Linked DNA regions of Oryzias latipes: region 2 is linked to region 1. The links are chromatin contacts, called in public Hi-C maps. All regions are on one chromosome and are shown on one strand. Each heading gives the region's core, a stretch centred on a gene start, on an enhancer-like site or on the middle of the called end of the contact. The rest is flanking DNA. Distances are from core to core; before and after follow the strand shown.

Region 1 (4,602 bases), core at 1,199-3,698:
TTTTATCCACCTTTGTCATGGTAGGGAGAACACGTCAATGTAAGGTCGGGGTCATCTAAGATAGCACAAGGGTTAAAGAAATGCAATTCAATACAGTTTCGTGAACTAAAATGTAAAAAAAAAAACCACTTATAAATCTTTATATACTTCATCTGATCATCTATTATTCAACAAATATAGAAAATAGCAGACAGAACGATTCCAATGACTCATACATTTCCTAATTGCATAACTTCACAGCGTCGTCATCTGATCACAAAGTGAAGAAGAGAAAAATGTTTCTGTTGTTTTCCAAAAAAGGGCTGTTAAAGATTCAAACTAGGACTTTACCTTTCATGGAAAAGATGCAGTGGAGTTTTGGAATTCCATCAGGATCTACTCAAAGTTTTCCTCCTTTAGCCCTTGTGCCATCCTATGACCCCCCCCCCCCCTTACATTGACGTGCTCATATCAATAAAGTTTAGTATAAGTTACAAAAGGGGTTTATTGAAATATACACACTGTGTCAGAAAAATCCTAACCTCATGTTGTAACAGTAAAATATGTCCAACACACTTTTGTCCAGCCTGCAGCTTTGGACCTGAATCAGATAGCAGTCTGGACCCGGAGGCAGAGTCATTCGATTAGCTTTGCTAACAGGCTCGGAGAACAGGATATTCACTTATGCGTCCACCGCCCCGACTCCTCTTTCTCTAAAGCTCCGGCTGGGATCAGTCGTCCCTCCCCGTTTGGCTGTCACGAGCCAAACGGGCCTGCAGAGTGTCAGATTTCAGAGATGGATGGATGGAGTGTTGATTTGTCCCTGCTGGTCCACATCTGCAAGCGTTCTTCTGGGAAGACCTGCAGACAGGCGGACGCTTCGCTCGGGAGCCACGCTCTAAGTGGATTCTATTCCGACATTCCCTCCAAAGTGACGGATGGGAATTCATTCACAAGCAGAATTAAAAAAATGTACTTTTGTGATTTTAGAGGACTAAGTACAAGGGATCCTTATTTTGTGATAAAAAGTTATTAAGTTATTATTGTTTTTGTCTGTTTAAAAAACATAAATCCAGCCTGGCTTCTACCTCACCAAATACTTTACTCCAAGTTCATTTACAGAAAAATTCAAATGCAAACTGGATTACTAAAATCAAATGCCAGAACCACAGATCATGAAAAAGAATGTCACAGTTGCTGTATTTTCCTTCTAGGGGTTGAGTCTCATCTGAATCAAAAGTCTAACAAAAAGCATAAATTGTGATTATAGTTGTGTTTTCATATTTCTTGTGTCAAATTTTAGTGCCTGAATATTTATTTATTTGTTTGTTTTCATCTGGACAGTGTTTTATAGCATGAATAGCGCTTTTTTATAAATAAAATTTGATTTGATATTTTCTAAAAAGTAAAACGTCTTAAACATTAACTGATATTATTTTGTAAGCTTAGTTTTATGTTGCAGAATTTCTTTTACTTTACTCAAAAAAGAGCGGATAAATGTTGCAGAAGGTTTGTTCTCCAGAGATAACTACTATACCTCCAACAGTATTTTTCTTAAAGAAATGTAAGTTTGGAATAAAAAAAATAGATTTTTACATCTTGCAGTGTTTATTTGTAAAATAATGTATTTACAATATTTCTAGAGTCATTTTAGAAGCTGAGTGTTACGGGGTGGCGGCATTATGTTTTGCCCAAACCCCCCAAATTTGTTTGAAACGCCCCTGTCTATGAAAAAACAACAACATTATCTTAAATGAACATGATTCCTGTAGATTTGTTGCGCTGATATGCTTACAGCCATGACGCGCACCTGTCACCTGTCAGAGGGCGGCACCTCACCTGCTCTGCGCCCTGGAAGCAGATCCGGCAGCTGGGGGTGGGGATGCAGGTGTCGCTGCTGCTGTTGGAGGGCATCCCCTGCGCTTTGCAGGACGTGCCCCCTTCCTCGCCGGAGAAAGGCCCCCCGCGGGCCTCCGCAGCTGCGTCCCCGCAGCCGCGGGCCTCCTCCTCCTCGTCTCCGCCATCGGGGTTTTTGGGGCCTCGGGAGCCGAGCACCTCGCTTTCCTCCCGGGTGTGGCGCTGGCTCGAGCCTCCACCCGCCTCCGTCTCCGCCGCGCTCATAATTCCCTGACGCGTGCAGACAGAGGTGCGTCCACGCCGCCTTCAGGCTCCCGGATCCGCAACCGCCTCGCGCGCTCCGGAGTCCCGGGGAGCGTCTCCGCGCAGCTGCCGCGCATCGTCGGTGCGCGCCGGGCGGATCCTCTGCAGTCCCGCGGCTGCCGCTCCTCTGGGCGCAGAGGGGAAACCCGGACCCCCGCAGGGTTCTCTCAGGAGGCTGCGAGGAGCTTCTCCCCGAGGAGGAGCAGAGCCATCAATGTGGAGGAGCAGCCAGAGCAGCCAGAACAGAGGAGCGGCGGGCTCCTGCTCCGGAGCCTCAGGATTCACCTGCTGGGTTAAAGGAGACGCGCTGTCACGGTCAGGGGTGGAGACTGCAGTTCACTCAGTCTGAATGGAGCATCTGTTTACACCAAACCCTTCAAGACAACAAACCAGATAAATAATAATTATTGCTGCCATATTGTCTGGTTTCTAAAAAGGATCCCAAAAAAGACTTTGGTAATGTAAAACACTTAAGTACATTCTAGCAAAAACAAAAATAAAGTATTTTATCCCACATTAGAGGGTGTTTTAAAGAAATGTAGTCCCAAAAATACATTTTTGTTAACTAGTAATTAATATTTATAATTCTGAAATCATTCTACAACCAAACATTTCAAGGAAAAGTACTGGTATTGACACTAGCCCTGTAAGTACTTGGTATTGGATCAATATCCAAATTCCCAGCATCCCTACGGTCAAGTTATTAGACATGGATGAAACATTAAAATGGTTGTTTTCTAGTTACATTTAAAATGAACTAAAATTTATTTTTTTTGGTGTGTGTTTCTTGTATAAAACAAATGAATTCATGACAACTCAGATCGAATCGGCTTCAGGTAAGGAATAGTTCTTGAAGATCTCTTTTGAACGGTTCCAATTCTTGCATTTATGCACCTACGCCCTTCAATTTAAGGCTGAAAGGTATAAGAAGCATAAGCTGTAGTGGTGTCCCAAAGTGTATTTTCCAAGGGGGAGCCTTAGGGACCCACAACTGATGATCCCTCCGCCCCACCATGTGTCTTCACGTTGCTGTGCTCTGAAGCACAGAGGTTTACATTTAAATTGAAGTAATGAGTGAGTTTTTTTTGATTTTTTAGAGTAAAACCGATGTAACATATTCTCAAAGCGCTGGCAGCTAAGCGCTAACGTAAATGACAGGCAACTACTGATGACATCATCACGCAGTAGGAACGTCTTAATTTGAAGTCAGTATTTTTTCCATACGTCTCTGCTTGCTTAGGGAGAAGCTGTAGGGGTAGTGATGTTTTTGGCAAGTTTGGTCACCTTAACTTCTGTCTGGGCCCCGCCAGGCCTCACACTTTAATCTAAAGCATTACTTGGATATCTTTTTCTGTAGTGGCGTCATAAAAATACCAGTTTTATGGTTAGAAGCCTCACCTTCCACACTTTCCCAATCCTCTGTTCTACATAAAAGCACAAAAGGTTTGTGTTTCCCAAGTTCAACCCATCCAAATGGGTTATTCTTAGAATGAGAATAATGAACAAATTGGTTGCTAAGGGAGATTAACATTTGACTTCCATGGAGAAAGTTTACATTTAGCGCACATTTTTGCCACTTCAAGATATAAATAAATAAATAAAAACCTGAGGGGTTTCTATGGAGCAATATCTTTCATAAAGGCCACTCTATGATTCAAAGTGCAGCTTCAACTTCCGTTCTGATGCTAGAAATAAAACAGTTACTCAGGTACTTTAAGGTCAAACAGCTGCTTTAACAGCATCCGGACGGCGTGGAGGCGGGAGCTAATCAAAGCTGCGGTTATCAGCTCCTAAACCCTGTTAGGAAAGGAAGCAGTGAAGGCTGAGTGGAAAGGTCAGCCGTGAACGGAGGGAAAACCTGCATTCAGGTGTCCTTGTTTCTGTGTCTGGACACTTTAACGGTCTGTAGAAGCCTGCCTGCAGGTTGAAAGTAGGCAAAAGGAGTTGGGGCTCCTTTCCTGATCAGGCCTCTAACGTGTCTTTATCAGGGTAGAAGGACTGAGAATGAGCCTTTTGAAGCAGCACCAGCACATCCTTTCTGCTGTTTTATAGCATCCAGTCATCCTTCCCCAGATCGACGTGATAATGAACTTCCTCCCAAGGATCTTCTGCTGGATGTGTTTCCAAGAAGAATCTCCTCTTTTTGCTATCGTTTCAGAGGATGTCCATAAGTTTCCGGAGAGCGGAATTGGAGTAATGGACTCTAATGCAGCAAAGGAAATGATCCACTCATGTCCAATCGCTACCTACGAGGCACCAATCAATAGTGGATCCCCCAGGGCTCGGAGAGAACAGGATCGTGATGAGAGGAAGGGAGCGCCGTCCGACTGACAGACCTCTGAAAGTCTGCTTTGATTCACCAAACAGACTTTAAAGACCCCCGTGGATGTCTGCAGTCCTTCATGTTACACACAACAAACTGTAACAGGAGTCGATGGAGATACATGAAGGAGTCCCTGTATG
Region 2 (4,596 bases), core at 803-3,302, 140 kb before region 1:
TTTATAACTTAAGTAACTTTTACTACAGAAAAAAAATGTGAAAAAAATTAGGATAAGTTAAAAAAAAAGTGTCACAGCAAGAATGGTTAACAGAATGACTGAGTTATAGGCGTCTATGGCATTTTGGACTTTTGGAACCAGCGGGTACTTCCTGTTTGGAACATGCACATGGAGGGGTCACTCAGTCCGGTTCTCATGTACAGTCATTGATTGGACACAAGACTCCCAGATATAAAAACACCCAGCCTTATTTAAATCGGACAATTTTTAAGAGTTAAATAAAGTCATAAAAGGATCATGATCGCAAAATAGATTAGGTTAAGAATAAAATAGCAGAAAAAATAATAAAAATCAACCAAATGGCATCTTAAAATAATGTCCTAGAAATTTGATCAAATAAAAAATGCTACATTTTTCTAATGAGTCCTCCACTTTATATCATGCAAGGATCAACTCAGCAACAGTTATATGGGTTGAACATTTTCGATTTTAAGGAGCTTAATGCAAAAATGTTCATTTATAACAGCCTTATATAGGCAGACACAGGAATGCACTAATTCACTGAGGTTGTGGGGTGATTTAAAAAAAAAAAGAAATATAGATGTGCAAAAACCAAAGCAGATAATTTCTCACTTTATGGCTCTAACAGAGGAAAAAGCTACAGATGTCAATAAAAAAAGTAAATCTTTTGATTTATATAAAGTATCCTCCATAAATCATTTTAAATGCACCCCCACCGATACGTGCGCGCGTGCACGCACACAATAAATCTGACCAGGTTCATGCAGCGCTTGTGCACCAATTCAAAAAAATTCGCGCGCCAGGAGCATTTTATTATTGCTCATCTTTTTTTTTCATTTTGGAGTAAAATCCAGTTTACACTGAAATGAGCCTCTTCCATCCTGTTTTTTGTTCTCTCCTCCATCATTGATAGTCAAGGTGGCATCTCTCCCATCCACACCCTACAGCCAGTGCGCATGCGCCCCGCGGTGAACAAAGGACCGGACAATGAAGGTGTCGGAGGATGAAGAGGGGGAGAAAGATGAGGGTGGCTGATAAAGTTTGACTCCGCAGTAGGGGGAAAAATCTGTCTATGAGGAAAAGAAAAAAAACATAAATGAGCTCGAGGCGCGGGGCGAGAAAAAGAGGAGGGGAGAATGCACGTGCACCCTCGGTCCTCCATCACACCCCTTTCTCCTCCTCCTCCTCCTCCTCCTCCTCCTCCTCCTCTTGTCATCCCAAACTCCCCTTTTTCCCTCTTGGTTGCAATCGCAGAGAAAACATCAAAAAGAAATGATTAGATGTGAGAAATGACAGCTAGAAGAAGCCGCGTGGACTCAGGCGCGCTCCCGCCTTCTATGGATGAGAATTCTGACAAAACCCCATAAAAAGGGCTCCTCACACCCCCTCATCAGACGGGGAGCGCGCGGAAACTCTCTATCAGTGATCGATGATTGATGACAGCGTGCGTTAGGAAGTCAAAAGTCCTTTTTCTGAGGAAAAAGTGGGGAAAACGTGAGCGCGTGCACGCTAGCGGTACACACCCCTTTGTGAGCACGCGCTCAAAAGGAAAAATGGGTTGTTAAAATAAAATGGTGTTCTTTTTTCACATTTTGAAACCCTTTTAGTTGTTTTTTTTAACCTTAGAACATTTGTCTCGTGCCTCCATTCACGCGCGCGTTATAAACACACCAGCTCAAACAAAAAGAAAAACCTGTGTTTTTTAAAGAAAAGGAAGAAAGCAGTAAGAACATGAATGTAAAGAAGGAGCGCTCTTACCGTGCACACCAATTCCCTGCGCTCGCGCTGCTCTCCTCGCGGTCTCCACTCGCGGTGGCTGCGTTTCCCCCCCTTTTTTTGCGGCTCTTCCGCGCGCGCAGCAGCTCGTGCTTGCTTGACGGTGCGGCTCCGTGCACGCGCGGGCGCTGTGCTAAACACTGTTCCGGCGTGCGTGTTTGAGCGTGTCCGTGATTTCCTGAAGATGCTCGACAGATGCGTGGTGCGTTCAGGGTTTTCACGGCGGCATGTTCCTCTACCAACTCCTACCGAAAATAAATTCCTGGTTTTCAGTTTCATTAAAAAAAATTACACTTGTCATACAAAAAGTCCGGAAGTTGTTTCCCTTCATATTTTTCCGGACATAAACTGAGATCCTGACAGCGCGTTCGTTGCCTTCGCGCGCCCCCTGCCCCCCGCAGCCCGTCACTGGAGGACCTGTTGGTCTGTGATGCTTTGAGAGGAACTTATGAGAGGAAGTCATCTCGACGCCTTATATCCGACGCTACCTACAGATAGACGCTGAAAAAATGTTTCTGCTGCAAAAAAGAAAAGTCGATTTTTATTGTGTTGACATAAGCAGCAGAACAGGAAGCTGAGGTTGGTGTGACTGTAAGATGGAGACCAGAAGAACTGATCCAGCAGCCAGTGCAGAAACCTGATCATGTGTGTGACATGTGTGTTTTACAGTTAGCAGTGCAGAAAATTATCTGCAGGATCTTGATTCTCCAGGCTCGTAAAGCTGGTAATGAACCTCTGCAGGCAACTAAGATGTGACATTTTTTACACCCAAATTATAAAAACGTGGTTTTAAATTTAAAAGTCAATTACTTGTGATTTTCAAGACGTTTCTCATGAATTACAGATAATAATTTAGTTTGGGATTCCAGTTTTTTTCTTGTATGCAGTACCTACAGTTGGTCACTAGATGGCAATGTTTATAAATGAAACTCAATTTTTGCAGCAAGAATAGCCCTGAATGGCTTGAGTCTCCCCTTTTCATGAAACCTTTATAATGTCAATGTTTGTGGTTTCATAGTTTTAAATAATCTATAATTAAATTTATAATAATGGAGGTAGACGAAGATAACTTTACAAATAAAACCTAAAATAATTCTAGAGAAAGCCATTCATTCACCTTTTTTCTGAAGCTGCTTAATCCTTTTTGGTGTCATGGGGCTGCTGGAGCCTATCCCAGCTACTGTTGGGCGAAGGTGGGGTTCACACACTCACATGCAGACCTATTTGAATGGACTTAAGTGTTTTTGTCATTTTTAATCATCTTGTTGCATTTTTCTCATGGAGGACGTGTATATGAAGAAAGTAAGATTAAAAATGTAAGTATTTTTATTCAAATTTTGGTGCAGATCAATGCACCAAGGGCTTCCTCTTAACCAGGAAGAGAAACGCTTAAAAAAAATAAACAAGCAACAAATATGAAACTGTGAAATGCTGGACCGTGAGCTAAGACACAGCAAAATGGCAAAAAGTCTGAGGAACAGTCACTCCTGAATACTGTGGCTCACAGGTGGGCTGAATGACAGGTATTAGGAACACCAGGTGGAGAATGGAGAGCATGCAAAGTTTGCCATGACACCCATAGACGTCTATAGAGAAATAAACAGCTGTTTATTAGTTTTATTAGTCAGTATAACCATTGTTGTTCTACTACTCTTTTAAAGGGCCTATATCAAGCAGAACCAACTTTTTTGAGGTTTTGAGTGTATTATAATTTTAATTCTCACAAAAAACAACCCCAAAGTGGGGTCCTAGCCCCCCTGTAGCTCCACCCCTGGTCAAAGATAACATATTACTGTAGAAATGGATTTAGTTTACTCTGATCTTCTTGCTAATCCTAATTTTTTTTCTCATATTTGTTCTGTAGCTCAGGTTCTAAACTGACCAATCAGATGCTTTTATGTGGTTTCACGTCAAACATTTAAAACATTTGGTTGACAGATTCTCTGTAGTCTGCTTTCAGGTGGTAGGGGTGTGGCCTTCCAACGAGCTCACTCCTGATTGGTGAGTGGTCGATCCAGATCGACTCAGCCCACTCGCTGCTCACTCACGTCAACTGGATCCAACATGTTGGCATCCATGTCGCGAAAAAAATGGAGACTGAATTGACTTCATTTGGTTGGAGCCGGAGGAAAACCATTTTCTATGTGTGACATCACACTCACTCGATCCTGTGCTAGTATATTATCCCTTATGCTATCCAAGGCACACTAACGTTGGGAGTGGGGTCCTCTGGAACACACAAGACAGCGCGCTTTTTGAATTATCTTTACTGTTGTCCATGGCATGAAATTCTGTCCACCTTTGTCCAGGGAGGGATAACACATCAGTGTAAGGTGGTGGAAACAAGATAGCACAAATAGAGTCAATTGTGATAATAAAGTATCTATAAGTAGATCATTACTTTTGTTATTAATTTTTTTTTTCTTGTCACTGTGGTTGCTGTAAAAAATCAAATCCTGGTTGCTTTATTGGGCTGCATGCTCCTAAAATCTCAAGAGTTAAAAAAAAAACTTCTTTGAACCATCAAAGTGCCTTTCTGTTCTTTTCCCTCAACTTTTTTTCCAGGAACAGGTATTTGTGCCTTGAAAACGTGCACGTTTGGCTCGGCTGCTCTGTGGGATTAAGGCAGGAAGAAGGTGGGATCAAACAGAGGTCAGTTTGTTCTGGATGATGCTGCACCCTAACCTCGGCCGACCTCAGATGACCTCTGGGCCGCGTTGCTGATAAGTCCTGCATGGAAGCAGAGCCTTCAGATCCTTCAGAGCGTCTACAAACACTGTTTGCCTCAAAGGGTCGGGT

Evidence for each region. A called contact is a pair of places that touch in the nucleus more often than the background predicts.
Region 2: a contact with region 1 is called in a Hi-C map of embryo, with 2.2 times the contacts expected there. The contact joins the promoter of basp1 here to the promoter of LOC101160348 in region 1. A contact is called at or near these places in 2 of 5 Hi-C or Micro-C datasets (both in embryo).

What each region holds. Positions count from the first base shown.
Region 1 is chr17:8,949,670-8,954,271 of ASM223467v1, reverse strand. It overlaps LOC101160348 (E3 ubiquitin-protein ligase MARCH11), which reads right to left and starts at 2,448. Exons shown (of 4, transcript XM_023965397.1): 1 at 1,819-2,448. The coding sequence starts at 2,100.
Region 2 is chr17:9,091,492-9,096,087 of ASM223467v1, reverse strand. basp1 (brain acid soluble protein 1) reads right to left here and starts at 2,052. Exons shown (of 2, transcript XM_004078753.4): 1 at 1,780-2,052.